3 separate regions of the Mus musculus genome follow, and regions 1 and 2 are each linked to region 3. Evidence: chromatin contacts called from public HiChIP or PLAC-seq data. All regions are on one chromosome and are shown on one strand. Each heading gives the region's core, a stretch centred on a gene start, on an enhancer-like site or on the middle of the called end of the contact. The rest is flanking DNA. Distances are from core to core; before and after follow the strand shown. Region 1 holds the start of H3f3b (H3.3 histone B). Region 2 holds the start of Unc13d (unc-13 homolog D). Region 3 overlaps Myo15b (myosin XVB).

Region 1 (3,438 bases), core at 34-2,533, 150 kb after region 3:
CCACAGTGCTCACATCACTGAGGTCTGTGAACAGTCAGTCACTCTTCCCATTCATCCTGAGTGAAAGATGGAATGACTTAAGTACAAATGCAACATATTATAAACAATTTCTTACAAAAAAAGTCACAAATTAAACCAAAGTATTTTACAGAATTTACTACAAAATGCCATAAAAACCGCTTCAACTTAAGCTCTCTCCCCCCGTATCCGGCGAGCCAACTGGATGTCTTTGGGCATGATGGTGACTCTCTTGGCGTGGATGGCACACAGATTGGTATCTTCAAACAACCCCACCAGGTATGCTTCGCTAGCCTCCTGTTGAGGACAAGAGCAACAGCATTAACACTCCTACTGGAGCAATCAAGCCGCCGCCCCGAGTGCCACCAAGCCTTTTGTCCCTTTACCTGAAGGGCACCGATGGCTGCACTTTGAAACCTCAAGTCGGTTTTGAAATCCTGGGCGATCTCCCTCACCAATCTCTGGAATGGCAGCTTCCGGATGAGCAGCTCAGTCGATTTCTGGTAACGACGGATCTCTCTCAGAGCCACGGTCCCTGGCCTGCAGTCACCAGAAGAAGGAAGGCGTCAACGGTCAGGGAGAAGGGAGAGAGCGCCCGCCCGCAAGCCGGCGGCCAAGTCATTGTTCCCAGCCCTCTGCCTACCTGTAGCGGTGAGGCTTCTTCACCCCGCCGGTAGAGGGCGCGCTTTTCCGAGCCGCCTTGGTGGCCAGCTGTTTGCGGGGGGCTTTCCCACCGGTGGACTTCCTAGCGGTCTGCTTGGTTCGGGCCATTTTTTTTCACCTGCGAGACAAGCGACGTTCAAGGCCAGGTCACCGGGCTCCGGCTGCCAGGCGCCCCTCCTCGCCGCAGCAGATGGCGGCCGCCGCCTCCTCCCCCTCCCCTAATGACTCAGGCTGCGCCGGGCTGCGGCCTCCCCCGGGAGGGGGAGCGCGGGGAGGAGCAACTTCCCGCTCCACGGGCGGCCGGAAACACCGCGGCGGGACCTGTGAGTCACCACCGGGAAGCAGACAGGACGGAGGTGGCGGAACGCGACCGAACTCGACCTCCCGGGCTGCCTCACCGACCAGACCGTCGGCTGCCAGCGACCGCGGTCCTAAAAGCCAGGGAGGCTCCGGCCGCCGGCAGAGCCGCGAACTCACCCAAAGCCGAGTCTGGGGCCCTTGCTGAGACCGAGGCGACGCTGGAAGCGCTCGAACAAGAGCCGCAATCGGCGAGCAGAACGGGCAGATACTCCACCAACGAACGACCAAACCGCTCTGCGCTCCAAGCCCCCCGACGCCTCCATATTTATAGAGACGCTGCACGCTGCGTCAGTGCGTCACAGAACCCTGATTTGCATACACCAACGACTTTTTCGATTGGCGGGAGCTTTCGCCGACGCGCTGACATCTCCCGACACAAAGGCCGTACTTCGGGGCCGTTTCCTGATTGGCCGGTGTTCAGGCCACTGATTGGCTGTTACAATTGCTTCAGGATTGGCTGGATGCAAAGAGGAACAGACGAATCAGAGTTTAGCACTAGGGAGCTCTTCTGATTGGATAAAATGGAGCTATGTTTGGATCCTTCTCTTGGTTCCAAAGCTCTACAATAGAAAGTCAATGCAAATGAATTGCACTAGTCTCCTGGAATTTAAGAAAGTTGGGTCGGCAAGAGTCTACGACTTTTTTGCATCAAGAGACCATTTTAGAGAGATTTTGCGTAAATATAATAATAGTAATTATTACTATTATTTTAATGTAGGATGAAATTATTCCCTGAATAATTTACTTTCTGTAATTTTCATCGTTTAATATAGTATGAGAAATGTAATCCAGTCAGTCATCTTACAGCATATAGTGTTTTGTGCACTGTAAATGCATACACATTCTAAAGCATAAAGCAATTGTTTGATGGGGAAGGGTAATAGACACAAAGAATCAAAATTCAAAAAAATTATTTCCGAGTTGGGTGGTGCTGCAGGCCTTTAATCTCAGCTTTTAGGAAGCTCAAAGGCAAGCAGATTTCTGTGAACATGAGGCCAGCCTGATCCACAGGGGGTGGGGGGTTCCAGGCCAAGCAGACCTACCTACAGAGATCTTGTCTTTTATAAATCCTGGTTTGTTTGTTTTTTCTCCAGGACTACATAAACCAAGCTCCAGGTGCATGAAGGTAATATCAGAGATGGAATCAGGATCCAAAATTCAAGGTCATTCACAGCTACTTAAGTCAAGGCCAGTCTAGGATATATAAAACAGTTTCAAGAAAACAAAAAACAACAAAAGGGGACTGTTCCTTGCATCCTAGCGCTCTGGAGGCAGGCAAAGCCATGTGAGTTTAAAGGCAGGACCACACCAGCAAAAGCTACCCAGGGAGACCGTGTCTCAAAACAAAACAACAAATACCTATTTTTGCATGTTTAATTCAGGCCATCACAAAATATTTTATTTCAATGTACTTAGAGTTAATAAGAAGTTGTCAGGCATGCTGGCACACACATTTCTTTAATCCCAGCAACCTGGAGACAGAGGCAGGTGGCTTTGAGGCCAACCTGGTCTACATAGAAATTACAGAATAGCCAGAGCTACTTAGTGAGTCTCTGTCTTAAAAACCAACCAAAGGGGGCTGGTGAGATGGCTCAGTGGGTAAGAGCACCCGACGGCTCTTCCAAAGGTCTGGAGTTCAAATCCCAGCAACCACATGGTGGCTCAAAACCATCCTAACGAGATCTGACTCCCTCTTCTGGAGTGTCTGAAGACAGCTACAGTGTACTTACATATAATAAATAAATAAATCTTTAAAAAAAAAAAAAAAAAAAAAAAAACCAACCAAAGAAGTAGTAATTACCTGCTTGTATATTTCTTGAACTATTTAATTCGACTGCATGAAATAAATACACCGGAAGAGTAACAACCTCAAGAGGGTGTCATGTCCATAAGGAGAAGATAATATAAAAAATGGGTGTCCTTGTGTAATATTTGGTAATTATTACTTATGTCAAAAACCTGACAGATTTTAGAAAGATGTCTGAATGTTTTGCCTGGTTGGTGCCCGTGGGAGTTAGAATAGGGTACTGGATTTACGGTTGGTTGTGAGCCACCATGTGGATGCTGAAAATTGAATCCAGGTCCTCTGCTAAAGCAACAAGTGCTCTTAATTGCTGAGCTATGTCTCCAGCATTATAAAAATACCACTTTTGGGGACAGGGATTGCGGTTGCAAGTTTGAGTTTGAGGCCAGCTTAGTCTACAGAACAAGTTCCAGGACATCCAGGGTTACATAGAGAAACCCTGTAAAATCCCAGTCTTTATCTTGTTTAATGAATTATCAGTATAATGAAATATTCAAATATAAGACAACAAAGCAAGTCTAAGTGTTACCAGTCAAAGCCCAGAAAAGTGAGACCTACTGCCTGCAAGTCCCCATCTTCCTGCCTTGGTGCCT
Region 2 (3,552 bases), core at 563-3,062, 200 kb after region 3:
GTGGCCTTCAGGCAAAATACTGGCTTCTGTAAGGATGGGAGGGGGCTGCCTGAGTTCCCCTGAGGTGACCAGCTTTCTTCCCGCGCCCCTTCCTCAACCAGCGTGCCCGGGACCAGTTTACCTCGAGCTCCCTGACGCGCCGCAGCATCTGCTGGTGCTCCTCAGGCTGCACCTGGAAAGCCTGAAGGGGGCAGAGGTGTGGGAGGCTGGGGAGGGGACACAAGGTGGTGGGGAGAGAGGGCCGAGCCTTGGCTCATCCTAGGAGGATGGGTGAGGGTGGAGGCTGGGTTTACCTCCTGCAGATAGCTCAGCAGTTCCGAGGCCTCCTTCACATGGTTGGGCTCTGGCTGACCCAGGCGGTGCAGGACAGTATAGAGGGCTTCCTCATACAGCAGGTCCCGCTGAGACATAGCAGGGTCCCATCATCACCCAGAAGCCCTCCCTGAGACCCACACCTCTGGCCCAGGAAAAGGGACAAAGTGGCAGATGTCCAGTGAAGGTTGAGACACAGCGTGTTCTCTACCAGGCTGCTGCATCCTCAGACTCTGGGGGCTGAGGGGCCTCCTCCATCATCCCCCACACTCTCCCAACATCTCCTCTTACCTCCTCTGGGGAGAAATGGTGGGACTGAACCTGGACCTAGGAGCAAGGTAGAAAGACACGGCGTCCCTGGAGGCCTCTCCAGCCAGCCAGGAAGGGCCATGCCTAAGACAGTGGAACCCCAGCACCTCGGCCTCTGGGCCGACCATGTCCCTCACCTGTTCCAACATAAGGCTCTCTGAAGGGCTGACCCCTGGCCCATCTTGCCCATGCCCTGGCCCGCCATGCCTGAGGTCCATGAGTGTTCAGGCCCAGCTGTGGGCTGTTTAGCACCTGCCCCCCTCTCCTTCCCCAGAGGAAACAGCAGTGCTTATCAGACGGCCACCGGCTCCTCACCCCAGCAGCGGAAGTGAGGCCTAGCAGCAGAAGTGGGTGAGTTGGGGGAGATGGCAGGCATGTCTTTGCTAGCTCAGAGGGGACCCCCAGGTAGCCCACTGTCATTGGAGATAACTGTTTCGTGGGGCTGGAACCTTCAAAGCTATAGGAACAGGGTGGGCCTGGAGTACAAGCCCACCAAAAAGAAGGGACTGGAGAAACCCACCGTGGCTCTGAGGATACTTGGTGGACCCCTCTGCCCACCCACAAGTACCCCCAGGGCCGTAGAGGGCAAGCGGGTGGGGGCCTGCCTCCCACATCCAAGCCCCACTACTACTGAGCACCCCCGGGCTGGCTCTTGCCCCTTCCTGCAGTCACTCCTACCTCCTGGGTGGCTTGGGGTGGTGGATCCTGCAGGTCTCTGACCCTGCGGCGCCTTATCTTGATGGCCTGGCGCAAGAGTGGACGCCGCTGGGGGTGGGAAAGGTGTGTCGCCATGGTGGTTGGCTCTGCCCTTCACTCTGCCACCCCCTGGCTGCGGCCGGGTGGAAACAAGGAAGCCGCAGGGTGATGCAAAGGGCCCCCGGGCTACACTCTGCTGGGGAGGGTGGAGGAAAGGAAGGGTCAGGGTGTCACTGCCTTGGTGGGGCCTTCTCCAAGCTCCCAGCAACACCCTTCAGCCTTCATCCCCGCCAGATCTTCCTCAGCCAGGAGAAAGTGGGCACAGTGGGCAGGCAAGCCCCACCCACCGTCCCACGGAGGCTCTGGGGAGAGTCCAGAGCTCCTGGCAACGGGTAAGGCCAGGCTAAGGCCGCTGCCTGCTTCAACTATGCCTGGACCGGGGAACCCACCCGCCCACCGGAGACCTGTGGTGTTCTCACCCTAAGGTTTTCTGAATGGGCCCCAGATCTGGGGCAGGGTGGGGCAGGCTCAGGGCGGTGGCTCCAGAGAGGCTAGAGGCAAGAGGCGTTCCTCAGCCAATTGCTCAGCCTGCTCCACCCCACAGGTGACATTCCAGGCAAGGGACAGAACTACTTTGTGTTAGCCAGAGATGGGGAGGAGAGGAGATGAGGCCTCGGAGCAGTCTCTGTGCGTGGGAGCATTTTGATCTGGGATCTCCCACAGCTCTCTGGCTCACTGTGAGTGGGGTGCAGGTCCGGCTTAAGGACTGCCATATTCCACCGTCTTCTTTCCTGGGTAAGGTGGCATGAAGGCACACACTGTGGTAGCCAGCCCAGCGACCCTCCCTCGTAGAAGTCCTGGCACGCCTGTGCTCAGGAGGGGAGCGGGAGGAGCAGATGGGACACAGGCCTCGTCCTGGCCCCCGCTGGCAGTGGGTGGCACAGACACCATCCCAGGCAGGTGCAGGGGCGTGGGGGCTCTGTGGGAAGGTTGAGAACCAACCACTCGCACTGAGACGGAAACCGGCCTTCTAGCCCCGCCCCCAGCAGCCCGCAGCCCCTCCTCCGGAAGACCTCACCCTGGTCACCACACAAGAGTCAGAGAACCTCCAGTCACTTCGTTTTTACTATTTCACAGTTGTAGCAAACAAATCAAGGTGCAAACAGGGTTTATTTCACATTAATATATTAACTGGACATTTTGTGTCAAATAAATAGGAATTCTCTTTAAATAACCATCTCCTCATTTTGTGTCTGGACCAGGAACGAACAAGAGCAATTCTTAGTGCATCCAGGGGGCGTGAAGCTTACAGAGGGGCAGACTGCAGGTTAGAGGTCACATAGTTGGAAGGCCTCAGTCCCAGATCAAAGGGCCTGGCGGGACAGACATGCATTCTCTATCCCTCCTGCAGAGCAGCCCCCTGTAAAGGGGAGAGGAGAGGAGGCGAATAATTCCCAGAAACAGTAGCATAGGGGCAGAGGGGCTTCCTCTGTAACACAGTGGCTTCACCTCTGATGCCAGCCACTGGAAGCGCCCAGCAAAATCCCTGGAAGCTCTCACAAAGAACAAGGTGGCCGGGTAAGTGTGACTGGACTGACAGTCTGCTGGGACAGCGGCCTTCCAGAGCCAGGAGCACACCAGGGGTAAGGAATGTGAACAGGGTTTGGCAGGGCCTGTTGGGGAGACACATGGCTGGTCTTAGGAGCCCAAGAGATGAAGAACAATGGTCACCAGGCTGAAGGGGCTGGGCAGCAGTGAGGAGTGGCCAGAGAGTCCCTCTGTATGGGTGGGGGCTAGTATCATGAGGAACGAGGGTCACCCCGTGCTCCTGCGAGCTCCAGAGATGGTGAAAGGGAAGCTGGGAAGAAGAGCGCTGTGAGCTGAGCTAGGGCGAGAAGCTGGGACGTGCCTCTCAGAGGCCAGGAGTTCCACCTTTCTATCAGGGCTAGCTCCTGCTAACTTTATACTCAGGCCTGGGGAAGAACAGGGCCCTCCCTGGCCTCCTGGAATCCCAGATGCAGCCCCACGGGAGGCCCAGGAAGGGGTCTCTGGGTAAGAGGCGGGAAGTGGGCAGGGTCTACTGGGTCTTCTTGTCTTCTGGGGGGTAGTAGGGTGGTGGTGGAGGCTGGCTCTAGAGAAAAAAAAAAAAAGTTCACATGAGACATCACAGGACTAGCTGTGCTGGCTTCCAACGCCAGCTCCCAGGCTGCGTGACTAAGAAGGCGGTCCCCTGCC
Region 3 (3,792 bases), core at 1,292-3,791:
TGGGTTTGCTGTTGCTGTTGTTGTTATTTTTTTGAGACAGAGTTTCTCTGTGTAGCCCTGGCTGTCCTGGAACTCACTCTGTAGACCAGGCTGGCCTCGAACTCAGAAATCTGCCTGCCTCTGCCTCCCAAGTGCTGGGATTAAAAGTATGCGACACCACTGCCTAGGAAAAAGTATATTTTGTTTTATGTGCTATGAGAGCTTTTCTTGAATGTGTGTGCAGTGTGTGTATGCAGTGTTCTTGGAAGTTCAAAGAAGGGAGTGGAGCTAGAGTTTCAGATGGGTGTGAGCCGCCACGTAAGCACGGGGAACCCAGGTCCTCTGTAGGAGCAGCGAGTTCTCCAGGCTCTTGTTTGGTTGCTCCTGAGACAGGATCTTACTGTGTAGCCCAGGCTGGCCATGGACTCATAACCATCCTCCTGCCTCAGCCTCCTGAGCACTGGAACTATGGACATCCACCACACACAGCTCTCTTACTGGCTTCCATTTTCCTTTATGGGCATGGGCATTGCCTGCATGTATGTATATGCTCTGTGTATGTGCCTAGTACCCACGGTGTTTAAAAGAGGGCATCAGCTTCCCTGGTGCCAGGGTTATAGTTGTGAACCATTATGTGGGTGCCAAGAACTGAATCACAGTCTGCTGCAAAAGCAGGTGCTCTTGACCACCGAGCCACCTCTCCCACCCTCCCCTGTCTCTGTTCATAAGCTGCAAGAATTCTCCATGTGTTCTGGATATCTGGCCACCATTAAGCGTGTGACTTGGAGGTTTTCTATTCTGAGCATTGTCTTCTTAGCTCCTTTGTACCATCCTCTGATGCGTGAAAGTTCTAGACAGACTGCTGGGTTGTTTGATCAATGGATTGAATTTTCATGCTGGGGAGGACTCTGCAAGTGAGCTGTGACATACTTCCAATCCTGATGGATGTGTGTGTGTGTGTGTGTGTGTGTGTGTGGTCTCTGTGTGTACATGTTCATGTATGTGTGCATATGTGAATGTGGAAATGTGCCTGCTGGTGTGGACTCAAGTGTGCACATGAGTGTGGAGATCAGAGTTCTCTCTTCCCTGGTTGTTTGTTCTCAATCTTTGTTTGTTTCCTTCTCTTTTTTTCTTTCTTTCTTTCTTTCTTTCTTTCTTTCTTTCTTTCTTTCTTTCTTTCTTTCTTTCTTTCTTTCTTTCTTTCTTTCTGGTCTCACTTTGTAGCCCAGGCCATCTATAAACTACTTGTAGGCCATGTTAGCCTTGAATTCACTGAAATCCTCCTGCCTCTGCCTCCAAGTGCTAGGATTAAAGGCCACAATACCTTGCTCTTTCTCTGTCTGTCTGTCTGTCTATCTATCCTTTCTTCCTTTCTTCCTCCCTTTCTTTCTTTCGTGAGACTGGACCTAGAATTCGCTGACTCGGCTAGTCTGGGTATCCAGTGAGCTCCAAGCATCTGTCTGCCTTTACCCTTGGCTCTGAGGTGACAGACACTGAGGTCACTAATGAGCTGTCTTATCTGGAGCTCAGCTCCTCATGTGTGTGCAGCAAGCTCTTTGCCAACTAAGTCATCCTCCTGGCTCTGAGACTTATTTTTATTTATTTATTTATTTATTTATTTATTTATTTATTTATTGTATGTGTATAAGTGCTGTGAACACATGTCTGTGTACCACATGTATGCCTGGAGCCCTTGGAGGTCCGAAGAAGGAACATGCAAACAGAATATCTTTGAGAATTTCCCAGCTATGAGATCAGTAAATAAAATTTAGGGGGCTAGAGACATGGCTCAGTAGCTAAGAGCATTCGTTGTTCCTGCAGAGGACCAGAGACGAGTTCCTAACACCTAGGTCAGGAGACCTTAACTGCCTCTAACTCCAAGCCCAGAGATCTGACGCCCTCTTCTGGCCATCTATGAATCCTGCATGCACATGCACATAGACCCCCACACACACATATGCATAATTAAAAACAGAAATCCTAAAAGCTAGCAGTGGCAGCACATGCCTCTATACTCGTAGCACTCAGCGGGCAGAGGCAGGTTCAGGGCCAGGCTGGTCTTCATAGTGAAACAGTCTGAGAACAAAATATTTCCTGGTTCCCCGTAGCATTCTGTTCTTTGAACATTACTGTTGAACATCAGGGGTTTCACCGATCCAGGGTCCATTTTCACACTACGGTCTAGGTTTAGAAAGGGTTCAGGTACCAGGGCAGAAGCTTAAGTTTCGGGTCCCACCCTCCCCAACGTTGCTCCTATGGCCTCCAGGAAGCGATATCTCCAGCGGAGGTCAGCTCTGGGACAGCTGAACACCATTCTCCTAGTGGCCCGGCCCCTGCTCCGGAGACGACAGAAGCTACGGGTATGAGGGGTTTAGAAGTGTTCATGGATTGTGGGGAAGCTCAGGATGGGAGCCAGGTGACCTTGGCTGGCCAAGTGGGCAGAATCCTAACAGCCTCAACTTGCTGGGTCTGAAATCTGTGAGCCCACTGCTTACTGACTATCTCCATTTCCTGTTCCGGCTGGGGCCCTGTGGCTGTTGTCTGGCTTCCTCTTGCTCCTCCCTGCACCGTTCCCCCCAGGCCTGACTCCCCCTTTTAGCCCCAGTTCCTTCTGTTCCCTCCAGGCCCCTGAGGCCTCTTCTACTCTCCCTCTTGCCTGATGACTCCTATGTGAACGCCATAAAAGCTGCTCAAAGGTCAATGCCCACATTCTGCCCCCCTCCCTGGCTCCTCCCTGGCTGGACTTTGTCCCCTGAGACCATTTGTCCCCTTCTTCTTTACCTCTTCCTGGTGCCCTAGCAGACAGGCAGTGACATCCACAGCCTGGTGACGGTGAGATTGGAGAGGGGGTAGGGGGGTAGGTGAGGTCGGGTGGTGGCACCCTCTGGGTCTATGACATTCTCTCGCTACCATCCTGTCTCCTGGGGACAAGAGGGGACACTGAGCTGCTGAGTTGGGGATGGGCTGCTAGTGGTGTGGGGGCATCAACTCTTGCTGGATCTCTCCCACAGTGTGCCCCTGGCCCGCACAGCGGGGAGCCCTGGGGGAAAGTGTCAAATATGGTGAGTGATCTTGGAAGCGGGTGCGGGAGGTGGGGTGGGGTGGGGGTCCTGTGTGGTGTCAGCCTGGCATAGTATGGGGAAGAGTATGGCACGTAGGATGCCAAACTGTCCCTTGTGTGCCACCTCAGCAGAAGATTGGGACTCTCTCGGTTTTCCTCAGAGGCTCTGGAAACCCGACCATCTGTTTCCAGGATGCATCCTTGTTCTTTAGGGACAGCTGTCATTCTGGAGATTTGGGGAGGGGGTGTGCCCAGTCCTTCTCGGCTGTCCTTTAGTTCCTGATCATTGATTCACTCCACCAGGACCTGGGTCGCTTAGAGATCCCCGCCCAGCTGGCTACTCTGCTGGAGAGGGCGGAAGGTGAGTCCTCTTAGTGTAGAGATGGGGTCCCTTCTGCTGCTCAGCTGGCCTACCACACCTGCCTCTTTCCCTGAGCCACTCACCGGCACTCTGCCAACCTGATGGGAGGAGTGGCAGAACTGAGTGTCCTAGGCTGCCTCTTGTGTTCCTTCCCAGGCCACCAGGCCTTGCTGACGGGGAGCATCACAGAGTCCCTGCCACCTGAGGTCCCCGCCCGGCCCAGCCTGACTCTCCCTCCAGACATTGACCAGTTTCCCTTCTCCAGTTTTGTATCCACCAGCTTTCAGGTGAGTCGCCTCTGGGTTCCTGGCATTCAGAAGCTCCTGTGTAACTCCCACCAGGCACAAACAGGTGTCCACCTTCTCCCAGGACATTCCCGTGGTCAGCAAAG

Evidence for each region. HiChIP or PLAC-seq counts read pairs in DNA pulled down with a chosen protein or histone mark.
Region 1: a contact with region 3 is called in an HNF4G HiChIP or PLAC-seq map of pancreatic cancer cells. The contact joins the promoter of H3f3b here to the enhancer-like site in region 3. A contact is called at or near these places in 4 of 39 promoter capture datasets (embryonic stem cells, liver and stem cell-derived epiblast-like cells), 1 of 15 datasets of contacts at CTCF or cohesin (CD8 T cells), 1 of 484 Hi-C or Micro-C datasets (embryonic stem cells), 7 of 115 datasets of contacts at active chromatin or transcription factors (the SCID.adh cell line, embryonic stem cells and pancreatic cancer cells) and 3 of 9 other capture datasets (adipose tissue, liver and pancreatic islet).
Region 2: a contact with region 3 is called in an HNF4G HiChIP or PLAC-seq map of pancreatic cancer cells. The contact joins the promoter of Unc13d here to the enhancer-like site in region 3. A contact is called at or near these places in 3 of 39 promoter capture datasets (liver, pre-B cells and stem cell-derived epiblast-like cells) and 2 of 115 datasets of contacts at active chromatin or transcription factors (intestinal villus epithelium and pancreatic cancer cells).

The regions. Positions count from the first base shown.
Region 1 is chr11:116,023,221-116,026,658 of GRCm38.p6, forward strand. H3f3b (H3.3 histone B) reads right to left here and starts at 1,284. Exons shown (of 4, transcript NM_008211.3): 1 at 1,159-1,284; 2 at 662-799; 3 at 405-558; 4 at 1-315. The coding sequence starts at 789. The coding sequence ends at 187.
Region 2 is chr11:116,076,149-116,079,700 of GRCm38.p6, forward strand. Unc13d (unc-13 homolog D) reads right to left here and starts at 1,813. Exons shown (of 33, transcript NM_001009573.2): 1 at 1,797-1,813; 2 at 1,300-1,513; 3 at 604-639; 4 at 294-401; 5 at 122-181; 6 at 1-26. The coding sequence starts at 1,413. It overlaps Wbp2 (WW domain binding protein 2), which reads right to left. Exons shown (of 8, transcript NM_016852.3): 8 at 2,423-3,448. The coding sequence ends at 3,395.
Region 3 is chr11:115,874,755-115,878,546 of GRCm38.p6, forward strand. It overlaps Myo15b (myosin XVB), which reads left to right. Exons shown (of 64, transcript NM_001384233.1): 21 at 2,246-2,339; 22 at 2,925-2,952; 23 at 3,202-3,224; 24 at 3,344-3,401; 25 at 3,558-3,688. Among named protein-coding and RNA genes, the nearest start is that of Myo15b, 19 kb to the left of the region's middle. Within about 2 kb of position 2,542, at least 41 of the 459 cell types and tissues checked have an H3K27ac peak or open chromatin away from gene starts, as enhancers often do. A contact at or near this core is called in intestinal villus epithelium, pancreatic cancer cells and pancreatic islet, where this site is marked.